2 separate regions of the Zea mays genome follow, and region 2 is linked to region 1. The links are chromatin contacts, called in public Hi-C maps. All regions are on one chromosome and are shown on one strand. Each heading gives the region's core, a stretch centred on a gene start, on an enhancer-like site or on the middle of the called end of the contact. The rest is flanking DNA. Distances are from core to core; before and after follow the strand shown.

The links. Hi-C and Micro-C count contacts between places; a contact is called where the count stands out from the background.
Region 2: a contact with region 1 is called in a Hi-C map of ear, with 2.6 times the contacts expected there. The contact joins the enhancer-like site here to the promoter of LOC100191325 in region 1. A contact is called at or near these places in 2 of 25 Hi-C or Micro-C datasets (ear and tassel).

Annotation. Positions count from the first base shown.
Region 1 is chr3:42,477,000-42,482,292 of Zm-B73-REFERENCE-NAM-5.0, reverse strand. LOC100191325 reads left to right here and starts at 2,139. Exons shown (of 8, transcript NM_001136759.2): 1 at 2,139-2,422; 2 at 2,533-2,633. The coding sequence starts at 2,398.
Region 2 is chr3:42,798,931-42,804,470 of Zm-B73-REFERENCE-NAM-5.0, reverse strand. It overlaps LOC100382343 (DNA gyrase subunit B mitochondrial), which reads left to right. Exons shown (of 21, transcript NM_001175090.1): 18 at 1-44; 19 at 126-231; 20 at 516-646; 21 at 733-1,133. The coding sequence ends at 801. Among protein-coding and RNA genes, the nearest start is that of LOC100382343, 19 kb to the left of the region's middle. Within about 2 kb of position 1,505, at least 13 of the 20 cell types and tissues checked have an H3K27ac peak or open chromatin away from gene starts, as enhancers often do. A contact at or near this core is called in ear and tassel, where this site is marked.

The DNA of each region.
Region 1 (5,293 bases), core at 890-3,389:
GAGCATTTAATGCGAAGGTGGCCTGACACATTTATCCTGACACGCGCCCTTCAGTCAACAGAGCCGAAGTGACCGCAGTCACTTCGCCGCTCCACTGACCGACCTGACAGAAGGACAGCGCTGCCTGCGCCGCACCGGCTGTAGTGCCACTAGACAGAGTGAGGCTGACAGGCAGTCAGGCCCGGCCCCAGGCGCCATAGGAAGCTCCGCTCCGCCCGACCCAGGGCTCGGACTCGGGCTAAGCCCCGGAAGACGGCGAACTCCACTCCGCCCGACCCAGGGCTCGGACTCGGGCTCAGCCCCTGAAGACGGCGAACTCCGCTCCGCCCGACCCAGGGCTCGGACTCGGGCTAAGCCCCGGAAGACGGCGAACTCCGCTCCGCCCGACCCAGGGCTCGGACTCGGGCTCAGCCCCTGAAGACGGCGAACTCCGCTCCGCCCGACCCAGGGCTCGGACTTGAGCTCAGCCCCAGAAGACGACGAACTCCGCTTCGCCCGACCCCAGGGCTTGGACTTAGCCCTGGCCTCAACCGACGGTCTCCGCCTTGCCCGACCCAGGGGCTCAGACTCGACCACGGCCACGGAAGACAGACTCGACCTCGACCTCGGAGGAGCCTCCACATCGCCCAACCTAGGGCGCGGGCCGACCACGTCAACGGGAGGCGCCATCATTACCCTACCCCAAGCTGACTCAGGCTACAGGGAACAAGACCGGCGTCCCATCTGGCTCGCTCCGCCAGATAGGCAATGATGGCGCCCCGCACGCTCTATGACGACGGCGGCTCTCAGCCCCCTTACGGAAGCAAGAGGACGTCAGCAAGGACACGACAGCCCCGACAGCTGTCCTTCCGCCAGGCTCCAGCGCTCTTCCGACGGCCACGACACCACACGAACCGGGTGCCACAACCTCTCCGGTTGCCACGACGGCATGTACTTAGGGCGCTAGCTCTCCTCCGCTAGACACGTAGCACTCTGCTACACCCCCATTGTACACCTGGATCCTCTCCTTACGCCTATAAAAGGAAGGACCAGGGCCCTCTTACAGAGGGTTGGCCGCGCGGGGACGAGGACGAGACAGGCGCTCGCGTGAGGCCGCTCGCTCCCTCTCCTGCGTGGACGCTTGTAACCCCCTACTACAAGCGCACCTGACCTGGGCGCGGGACGAACACGAAGGCCGCAGGATTTCCACCTCTTTCACGACCGTCTCCGGCCACCTTTCTCCCCCTTCGCGCTCGGCCTCGCGCCGACCCATCTGGGCTGGGGCACGCGGCGACATTTCACTCGTCGGCCCAGGGACCCCCGGTCTCGAAACGCCGACAGTACTTTATCTGGGACATGTGGCTTGATTAGGCGGAATTAAGCTTGAGGGGGTTGACCTGCTCAGTCCCTTAGCACGCAGTTAGGGCTAACCATATGGGTTCTTGACTTGACATAGTAGCAGAGGGCACCCATTCCTAGGGTAATGACAACATCCATCTACAAATATGGTGTTTGTCGTGCTTATATCTGTCTTGGGTGCCAATAATAGTAAATTTATCTGTTTTTAAAATGGTTGGAAACCATGAGTTCTGCGAGCGGTATTTACTAATATCACCTATGTGATGTTTGCCGTCCGTTTAACTATACTCTTTAGATGCTACTCCATCCGTTTATAAATATATGACGCCATTGACTTTTTTTAAAAAAACTTTGATCACTCGTCTTATTTAAAAAATAATGAGTTATTATTTATTTTTTGATTTAGTTTACGTTTGACTTAAAATTTTACTTTTTAAATAAATATTTTGAATAAAATGAGTGGTCAATGTTTTAGAAAAAATTAACAATGTCATATATTTGTGAACGGATGTAATACATCTTTTATGCTATATTTGATTTCTTGAAAAAAAATCCTAGAGTCAGACATGTTCTAATAAATAAATGATAACCCATAAATAATAGGAACAATTGGATCTATACCATTAAAAGATCCAAACTTTAGATATATACCATGGACCACACATGTCATTGACTCATGTGGACCCACATGTAAGTGAGATAGTAATGGTATGGATCCAAAGTGGTGATCTTTTAATGGTATAGATCCAAATTTCCCTAAATAATAACCCACGAGGCCTCGAAGCATCCACCGCGCAGCCCAACCAACCAGGCACCAGGCAACTACCACCACCGTCTCAACACGACAACACCCGTCTGGCCGTCTCGCCACGCTCGTCCGGCAGTCTCCTACCGGGCTCCGTCCCGTCCCGCCGCCTGCATCACCCAAGGGAAGTACAGCCGAGCCCCCACTCGCGTTCCCTGCCGCGCGACCTGATCGTACGGCCGGGGAGGCTGCCGCGCCTCCTGACCTCGCTTCCGCCTCGCCTCCCCGACCGGACCAGCGGCCTCCGTCTGAAGATGCAGGGCGGCGTCTCCGGATTCCGTAAGACGCTACCGCCCCTAGATCGCTGGAATTTTGCGTCTCTAGCAGCTCGTGCTTGTACAGTTTTCTGATCGAGGCGGCACTGATGCCGTTTCCCCTTTTGGTTCCAGAGAACGCGCCGGTGACGCGGGCGGTCGTCGTCGCGAGCGGCCTCCTGTCCGTCGTCTTCAGCGCGCAGCGGCGCGCCCGCGCCCTCGGCATCTCATACCAGGTGGGCCGAATCTCGCCGGTTCTGCTCAGTCTGCTGCGCTTGCGATTAGGTTTCCCGAATCTGTGTATTCGTTGTGACACGACCCTTAGCTTTATTCTTGGTGACGCTTTGTTTTGGTTGTATGGAGGGCCGATGGGATCTAATCTTCGGGGCTGTAGGTAAAGGTGTACCCGTTGTGGTCTTCAACTGATGCTAAGTTTTCTTTGTGGTGTTGGAAACGTTGCGTTGGTGAAGTTTATTTTATGCAGCTTAAATTGATATCTTAGGGTTTCAGGTTTTGGATTTGTTGCGCAACTGGGAGTATTGGCTCTTCATTATTGAAGGTTACAGATGTGGAGGGGTGTTGGTGGGACAACATGACTTATGCTTGTAGGATGGTACCAGTTATGACTGCATGGACTAAAGTTTTTAGCTGACCTGTGGAATAAGGTAGTGAGATCCAGGGCAGTGATTTTTTAGATGTTTGATATAGAAATGATGTATGGATTTAGACATCTGTTCTACAGAGATGGGCAATGCTGCCATTATTGTCAACAGAAAATAAAAGTGCGGGATCAGTTGGTCACCACCGAGTTGAATATCCATGTGCAGTCACATCTCCAAAACGGAAGACACTATAGGACATGTACCCTTGTGCATTTTGGCTTGTATATAAGTGTTACAATCTAATTAACTGACGGCATCTCTTAAAGTTCATGGAACTTGTATATTAGTTAACTAGCACTGCATGGGCAAACTATATATGTCTTTTGCATGGTCTGCATTCTGAAAATTAATTTGGCAAACTAAAATTCACGGTATGCAGAAGGTGTGAGAAGCTTAGCTGATATTATCTCACCAACAACAATTAGGGTGTAAGTAGCACAAAAGCATCACTTTATATAGGTGACTCCTCCACTATGATATGTTGCACATGACGTGTGCACTATGTGGTTTCAGTGATGGTCTTAGATTCATGATTCCAGAAATTAATTCATAAATGGTAGCATGTCGTTATCATTATATCAATTTGCCATATGAATGTCTGTTTGTTGAAATTTATTTGAAATTATAAAAGCTTCAAAGGAGCTTGAACTGCATCCATTTTTTTTTTGGCGATGCTCGCTGGGAGTAAGGTGTACCCGGCGAGCCAATGGTAGTAAGAGATCCAAGGGGACTGGACTGGAGACAGAACATAGGAAAACACTAGGGAACCAATAAGAAAGGCCATGCCAAATTCGGCGCCGCCTGAGTCATCTCCGGCGACATTGGATGGTCTAGAAGGGGTCCACGATAGAGACCGATCTGAGGGAGCAGAGCAGTGAGGAGCTGCAGCAAGAGGTAGGGAAGGAGCGGAGGGCAGGCTGCGCACGAGAGCACGCAAGGGAGATGTGGTGGTGCTGGACCTGCTTGAGAGGGGAGTGTGCATTCATGTCTCCGTGATGGCATGACCTGAGAAGGGGTGGTGTGCACAGGAGGGCATTCTTTGGTTGCCTAGTGGGCTGGGCGACCATTGCTCTTTTCTGTTTTTCGTTTTCCTTTCCTTCTTCCTGCTGTTATTTTCCTATTCCTTAGGATGGTAAAGCGCCGCCTCGCCTCGTCTTATGAACGCCTAGGTATTGCCTACGGGTTGTGAGGGTGATATGTCACCACAATTTGCCATGCTGCCTTAAAAAACATGACTGCATAATAGAATTACCTGTGGAATGTGAAGTTCATTGTCAATTCGTTACATGTGATATTTAATTCATAACTATCAATGGGTTAATTTATTGAAGTCCACAATTATCTTCTACCATGCCTTTCCCAGAACAGTAAGGCCCCGTTGTTTCGTTGGAATTGAATTCCATTCTAATAATCATAATTTAGACACAAACTAATTAAGTTAATATATTTTGTATGTGTAATATATTTGTATAGTATCCCAAATCATGAGAGAGATAGTTATACACTACACTTATGTTATTTTTCTCGAACCACTCACTACACTTATGTTATAGAGAAGCAAGTAGAAGAGTATGCTATAAGTTGTACATTAGAAAAGTAACATGCAAATCTATAGAATCAATTTCCATCTCTCAACTCATGAATTTGAGATAGACTTATGCATAAACTTTGGAAAGTTGTGGAATGTCACATTCTAAAAAAATAGCCTACTCCGTTAGTTTTATTCCAATTCCTCAAAATGAAGGGAAACAAGCGGGGTCTAATTGTAATTTTCTGTTGTACGATTAGTTTGGCTCCCTATCTTCTATAAAGCCCTTATGTTTCGTACCTAAATACTCCCTCCGTTCCAAAATAATATTCATTTTAGCTCTTGATTTTTATGTCTATTTAGTGTTGGATTACTTGTTTACTTTTGCTGTTGTATTGGGCTTAGGCCCAGCCCATGTACTTCTCCTCATTTATATATATACAACAGCACACCCTAATCAGGGTTACGGTTTTCCCTCAAACCACTCTAACATGGTATCAAGCCAGCCTTCTCCCTCCCTCCCCAACCATTCCTGAGCCACCAGAGCTCCATCGCCGCCGCTGGCCGCCTGGGGATTGCCGCTGCCGGCCCATTTCCTGGACATGGACGGCTCCTTCTTATACCCCTTCTCCCTACCCACCAGTGTTCTTAAGGCGCCTAGGCGAGCAAGTGGACTAGACAAGCGCCTTAGCGCCTAGGCGGCGCC
Region 2 (5,540 bases), core at 256-2,755, 320 kb before region 1:
TTGATGAAGGTTGCATCTACGTTGGTGTACCTCCTCTTTACAAGGTTTGATTGTGGCTTCAAGTTTAGTAGTCTTGAAGACGAATTGATCTTAATTGTTAAAAGTTGTGTATGTTGTGGTGTTAGGTTGAGCGTGGAAAACTAGCACATTACTGCTATGATGATGCCGACCTCAAAGAGATAGTTAACACCTTCCCTGCAAATGCATCATATCATATCCAGAGGTTTAAAGGTACATTTAACTATTGAACAATGAGCTTCTAAGAAAATATCCTGGCACATAAAAAAACATTTTTCTTACTTCAGTGCACATTTTTAATTGCCTTCTATTTCATCTTGACAAACCCCTCAAACTGGCACCCATCCTCCCCACCTCCAACCGACAGATTATTTGTCTCCACTCACCCTGACTGGATGACTATACCGTCTTATGTCGGTTTCAAGTCTTTACATATTCAGTGGTTCTTATGTTTCCTTTGTCGTTATCTTCTATTTGCTTTTCTGGTGTTGCAACAGGTTTGGGTGAGATGATGCCTGCACAATTATGGGAAACAACGATGGATCCTGAGAGGCGGCTGTTGAAGCAGCTTAGGGTTGAAGATGCTGCCGAGGCCAATGTTGTGTTCTCGTCACTTATGGGCACCCGGGTAAGCAACCAAGATTCCTAAAAACACTTAGAAGCTAATGTTTTATTCTCCATGTTACTAAAAATCTCCATATTGTATCTTTCCAGGTTGAATATAGGAAGGAACTGATCCAGAAAGCTGCTAGCATGATCAACATAGATCAACTTGACATTTGAAGGCATTAAGTAAGGCTGTCCTTTCTGTGTATGATATAGAAGGTCCGCCACCTGCTGCTTTTCTTGCCACTCCAACAGGATTCTAGCGTTGCAGACTTGATGATACCTTGGCAACATCTTTTTGGTGCTAGAGTAGCAGAAAACGTAGGGTACAAACATTGGATCCAGGATGAGAGCTGGGTTTCCTAACGAAAACTCTGATTCATTTGTGGCGGTGCTATAACCATTTCAGCTTGACAGTTCAGAGCTCACGGGTGTAGTTCCCTGCTGACATCGTTCCTCCGATACGGTGTAATATGCTTTTATATCTATCGCCTAATATTTGCTTCATGATTCCGTGTCTCCTTTCTTAATCTGGCAGTTAAGTATCTGTATGAGCTATGGATTCGTCTGATGTTTAAATTGGACGGTTTGAACCCAGTTGACATGTGAGCAATATCTGGTTTGGTTTATAGGTACCAGGTTTAGAGAGCAATATCTAAGAGATTTTGTAAACTAAATCTCCAAACTCAATATTTAGTGGATCGTTGAAATAGATAGCTCTTCATAATAACATTCCAACGGACTCTTCATAATTGAAGCCACTCTGCATATTTCAATGGGGCACGTAACAGATCCAGTTTCGTTGTCGCTTGCGCCGTCTGTTGTCTCGCACGCTCGACGCGTTAACTGGACTAGGCCAGAGCTATAGAACGAGGCACTGGCGCCCTGCCATTGGCCAGCCGCGAGGCACTTCTCTGCATTTGTCATCGGTGCTGACATTTACCCGCCTGCCCATAGCCCTTTCGTCAGCTACTGAGGTACTGCAGCCGGCTACGCTGGGATTCCAACGCCGGGGAAGAGTACAGTACAACCGACCAGGGCCAAGTCAGGTAGGTTTTTCGGTGGCATCCCCTTATAATTTTTCCCTTATCCTAAGGTGGTCCTCTATCGTGAATTTCCGAAGTTTTTGGATGTGTTTAGTTCACCTTTCTAAAACAAATTTGCTGTAAAAAATATGGAATCTCAACCAAACGTCTACAACAGAATAGATTCCTGGAAATCTACATATTTCTCCGGTTCAGTTTAGAATTAACTTCTACCCCATACTTTCTAGGTTCATGCTATCTATTTAGTTGTCAGCTGTTTAGCCAAACATATTTTAGTTTTTCCAACTGTAAGACCACAATAATTTTTTTCACAGTTCAGAGTTAGAATAAGATTATTCAGGAATCGCAAAACCATTAGCTCGCAACACCTTTTTTTGTAGTTCACAACTAGAATCAGATTTGCAGGAATCTACAACTAAACCAAATAGACCCTGAATCAAGTGAGGATTCCTTGGACCATTCCGATGATGATGATGAAATATATGCTACTGGACAGAGCATACACTAAACAGTTGCGTCGTGGCTCCATAGAAGGACATCCGATATTGAATCGTGATAACCTCTAGCTGAGTTGGTTAGTTGGTCTGAGTAGCAATCCTCAAGTTCTATGTTCGATTTCCCGTGGGAGTGAATTTTAGGCTGAGATTAAAAAAAATACTCGTCGGTTCCCTTGGTCGGTATGGATGAACCAACCTATGGTGGATGGGCCCGTGTAAGGGAATGATTATGTGGGTTGGACCTCAAAGCATGGGTCAAGGCCTGAACCATAGGGAACCACATCCCCATGTATAAGTGATTGGGCTCTAGTTGAGCACTTCTTAGTGAAATATTGTCGGTGTTTCGTAACCACAAGATAGTTATTCTAGTGGTTTGTGTGTCTTGGTGTGGATGATGTGCAAAGTGGACACAAAGATTTTATATTAGTTCGGACGACTGAATGTCCATGCGTCTAGTTGAGTAACTTGTGTTACCTTGCACTTAGTTTGTAGTAGGGGGTTACAAATAGGCGAGAGAGGGAAGAGCTCCCAAGTCTCTAGTGAGTGTGCGAGCGAGGTGACAAGTTCTCTATGCGATTACAAGTGTGATGTGTTGACTTGTTGGCTATGTCTACAAGTGGTTGCACGTCCTCATATCATGATCCTTCCCTTCCTTTCATAGGCCAAGGTTAGAGAAGGATCTATTAGATAAGTCCGAGGGGTCAGACGGAATGATTAGGGGCCAGACCCTATTATGTAGCTTCTTTTCCTCTAGGGTTCTCGCCGGCCGAAGAACTCCATGGATGAGCCTTCTTCTGTCAAGGTACTATAGAGATGCCATCGTTATCCTAAACCATGTCGTTATGCACCATCTTGTCCTGTAGTGGTTTATTTGTCGTACTTTGTTGACTTATCTGTGATGGGGTGATTGAACATGTGTTTGGCGTCATGCCATGACATGTGACGACTGTATTCTAACATACCAACGTCATTTAGGCCACACACCCATGTTAGAGTCTGACTCATATGTTCCCATGTCTATAGTGCTCGAGATGGTACAAACTAACAAATTTTAGACCCACGCGGTCGGGCAAAGTATTTGACCTCTAGGCAAGGCGGAACTCTAGGTTAAGGTTTCCTAGCCTCGAGATTCTTGTGGGTCAGGGTTAGGTGAAGCAGAGACTTGAGGATAAGTCGCTTTTCTTGAGACCCTTAGGGATCGAGGGTCAAGCGAGACAAAATCGTAAGGTGGATCCGCTCGTCTCCTAGACCCATGTGGGTAAGGGGTTCAGTGAGACATGGTTGGCCTCATAAAGTGATTGCTTCGCCTCCAAAGGAGATGTCTGGGCCTGCTTCAGATGACCTGCGGTGTTAGAAGAGTGCAGTTTTTGGGCGCACCAAGGTGGGCAATGGGGCTAGTCGTCACTTAAGGCGAGCCAGAGTGACAAAAATTAAACTTTTATGCAATCAAAAAGTCAACATCTTAGCAACAAACACAACTTTAACATCTATAAGGATAGAAATGACGTAGATGCTCGATGTTCCATGCATTGGAGAAGACTTATTTGTCGATCGTTTGTAGCTTATACGTGACTGGTCAAAGTACCTCCACCATGATGTAGGGCCCTTCCCACGTCTACGAAAGCTTGTGACGCACATTAATCGATTTAGATCTAGGTAGCTCAGAGGAGGCCTATAAGTTGTTTGGAACAATCTCATTCATAAAGTTTTTTAAATTGGAAGTGTTTGGAAAGTTTTAGAGGAGTCAGACCCAAATAAATAGGGTCATTAGACAAATGGAATTAGTTTGACGTCTACATGTGAAATACCAATGAAGGCATGATCGTCGAACCCTATGAACAAGGTTATCAAACCAATGTTGTTGAGTCCAATGGTCTACAAAACAGATTAGAGAATAATAGGTTGTGTTGGACCAGTCTGATGAGGATCATTAGACCAAACAGTGCAACTGTAACAACCAAGGTTCTTCATATATAGGAGCTTTAGACTGAAAGTCGCCTAGAGGGGGGGTGAATAGGGCGAAACTGAAATTTACAAATATAAACACAACTACAAGCCGGGTTAGCGTTAGTAATAAAGAAACGAGTCCGCGAGAGAGGGCGCAAAACAAATCCCAAGCGAATAAGCAAGTGAGACACGGAGATTTGTTTTACCGAGGTTCGGTTCTTGCAAACCTACTCCCCGTTGAGGAGGCCACAAAGGCCGGGTCTCTTTCAACCCTTCCCTCTCTCAAACGGTCCCTCGGACCGAGTGAGCTTTTCTTCTTCTCAATCAAACGGGAACAAAACTTCCCCGCAAGGGCCACCACACAATTGGTGCCTCTTGCCTTGGTTACAATTGAGTTTTGATCACAAGAACAAGTGAGAAAGAAAGAAAGCGATCCAAGCGCAAGAGCTCAAAAGAACACGACAAATCTCTCTCGCTAGTCACTAAAGGCTTGAGTGGAATTGGAGAGGATTTGATCTCTTTGGTGTGTCTAGAATTGAATGCTAGAGCTCTTGTAGTGGTTGGGAAGTGGAAAACTTGGATGCAATGAATGGTGGGGTGGTTGGGGTATTTATAGCCCCAACCACCAAACTTGACCGTTGGCTGGGTTGTCTGTTCGATGGCGCACCGGACAGTCCGGTGCACACCGGACAGTCCGGTGCCCCCTGCCACGTCAACATTGCCGTTGGATTCTGACCGTTGGAGCTTCTGACTTGTGGGCCCGCCTGGGTGTCCGGTGCACACCGGACATGCACTGTTCACTGTCCGGTGCGCCGGCATGGGCGACTCTGACTTCTGCGCGCGCTGCGCGCGCATTAAATGCCGTTGCAGGTAGCCGTTGGCGCGAGGTAGCCGTTGCTCCGAGGATGCACCGGACAGTCCGGTGCACACCGGACAGTCCGGTGATTTTTAGCGGAACACCTGAAGTGAAAACCCGAGGCTGGCGAGTTCCGGAGGCCGTCCTTTCTTGGCGCACCGGACAGTCCGGTGCACACCGGACAGTCCGGTGAATTATAGCGCGAGTGCCTCTGGAAATTCCCGAAGGTGGCGAGTTTGAGCTGGAGTCCTCTGGTGCACCGGACACTGTCCGGTGTACACCGGACAGTCCGGTGCTCCCAGACCAGAGGGCCTTCGGTCGCCACTTTGCTCCTTTGTCGAATCCAAAACTTGGTCTCTTTATTGGCTGAGTGTGAACCTTTTACACCTGTATAATCTATACACTTGGGCAAACTAGTTAGTCCAATTATTTGTGTTGGGCAATTCAACCACCAAAATTATATAGGAACTAGGTGTAAGCCTAATTCCCTTTCAATCTCCCCCTTTTTGGTGATTGATGCCAACACAAACCAAAGCAAATATAGAAGTGCATATTTGAACTAGTTTGCAT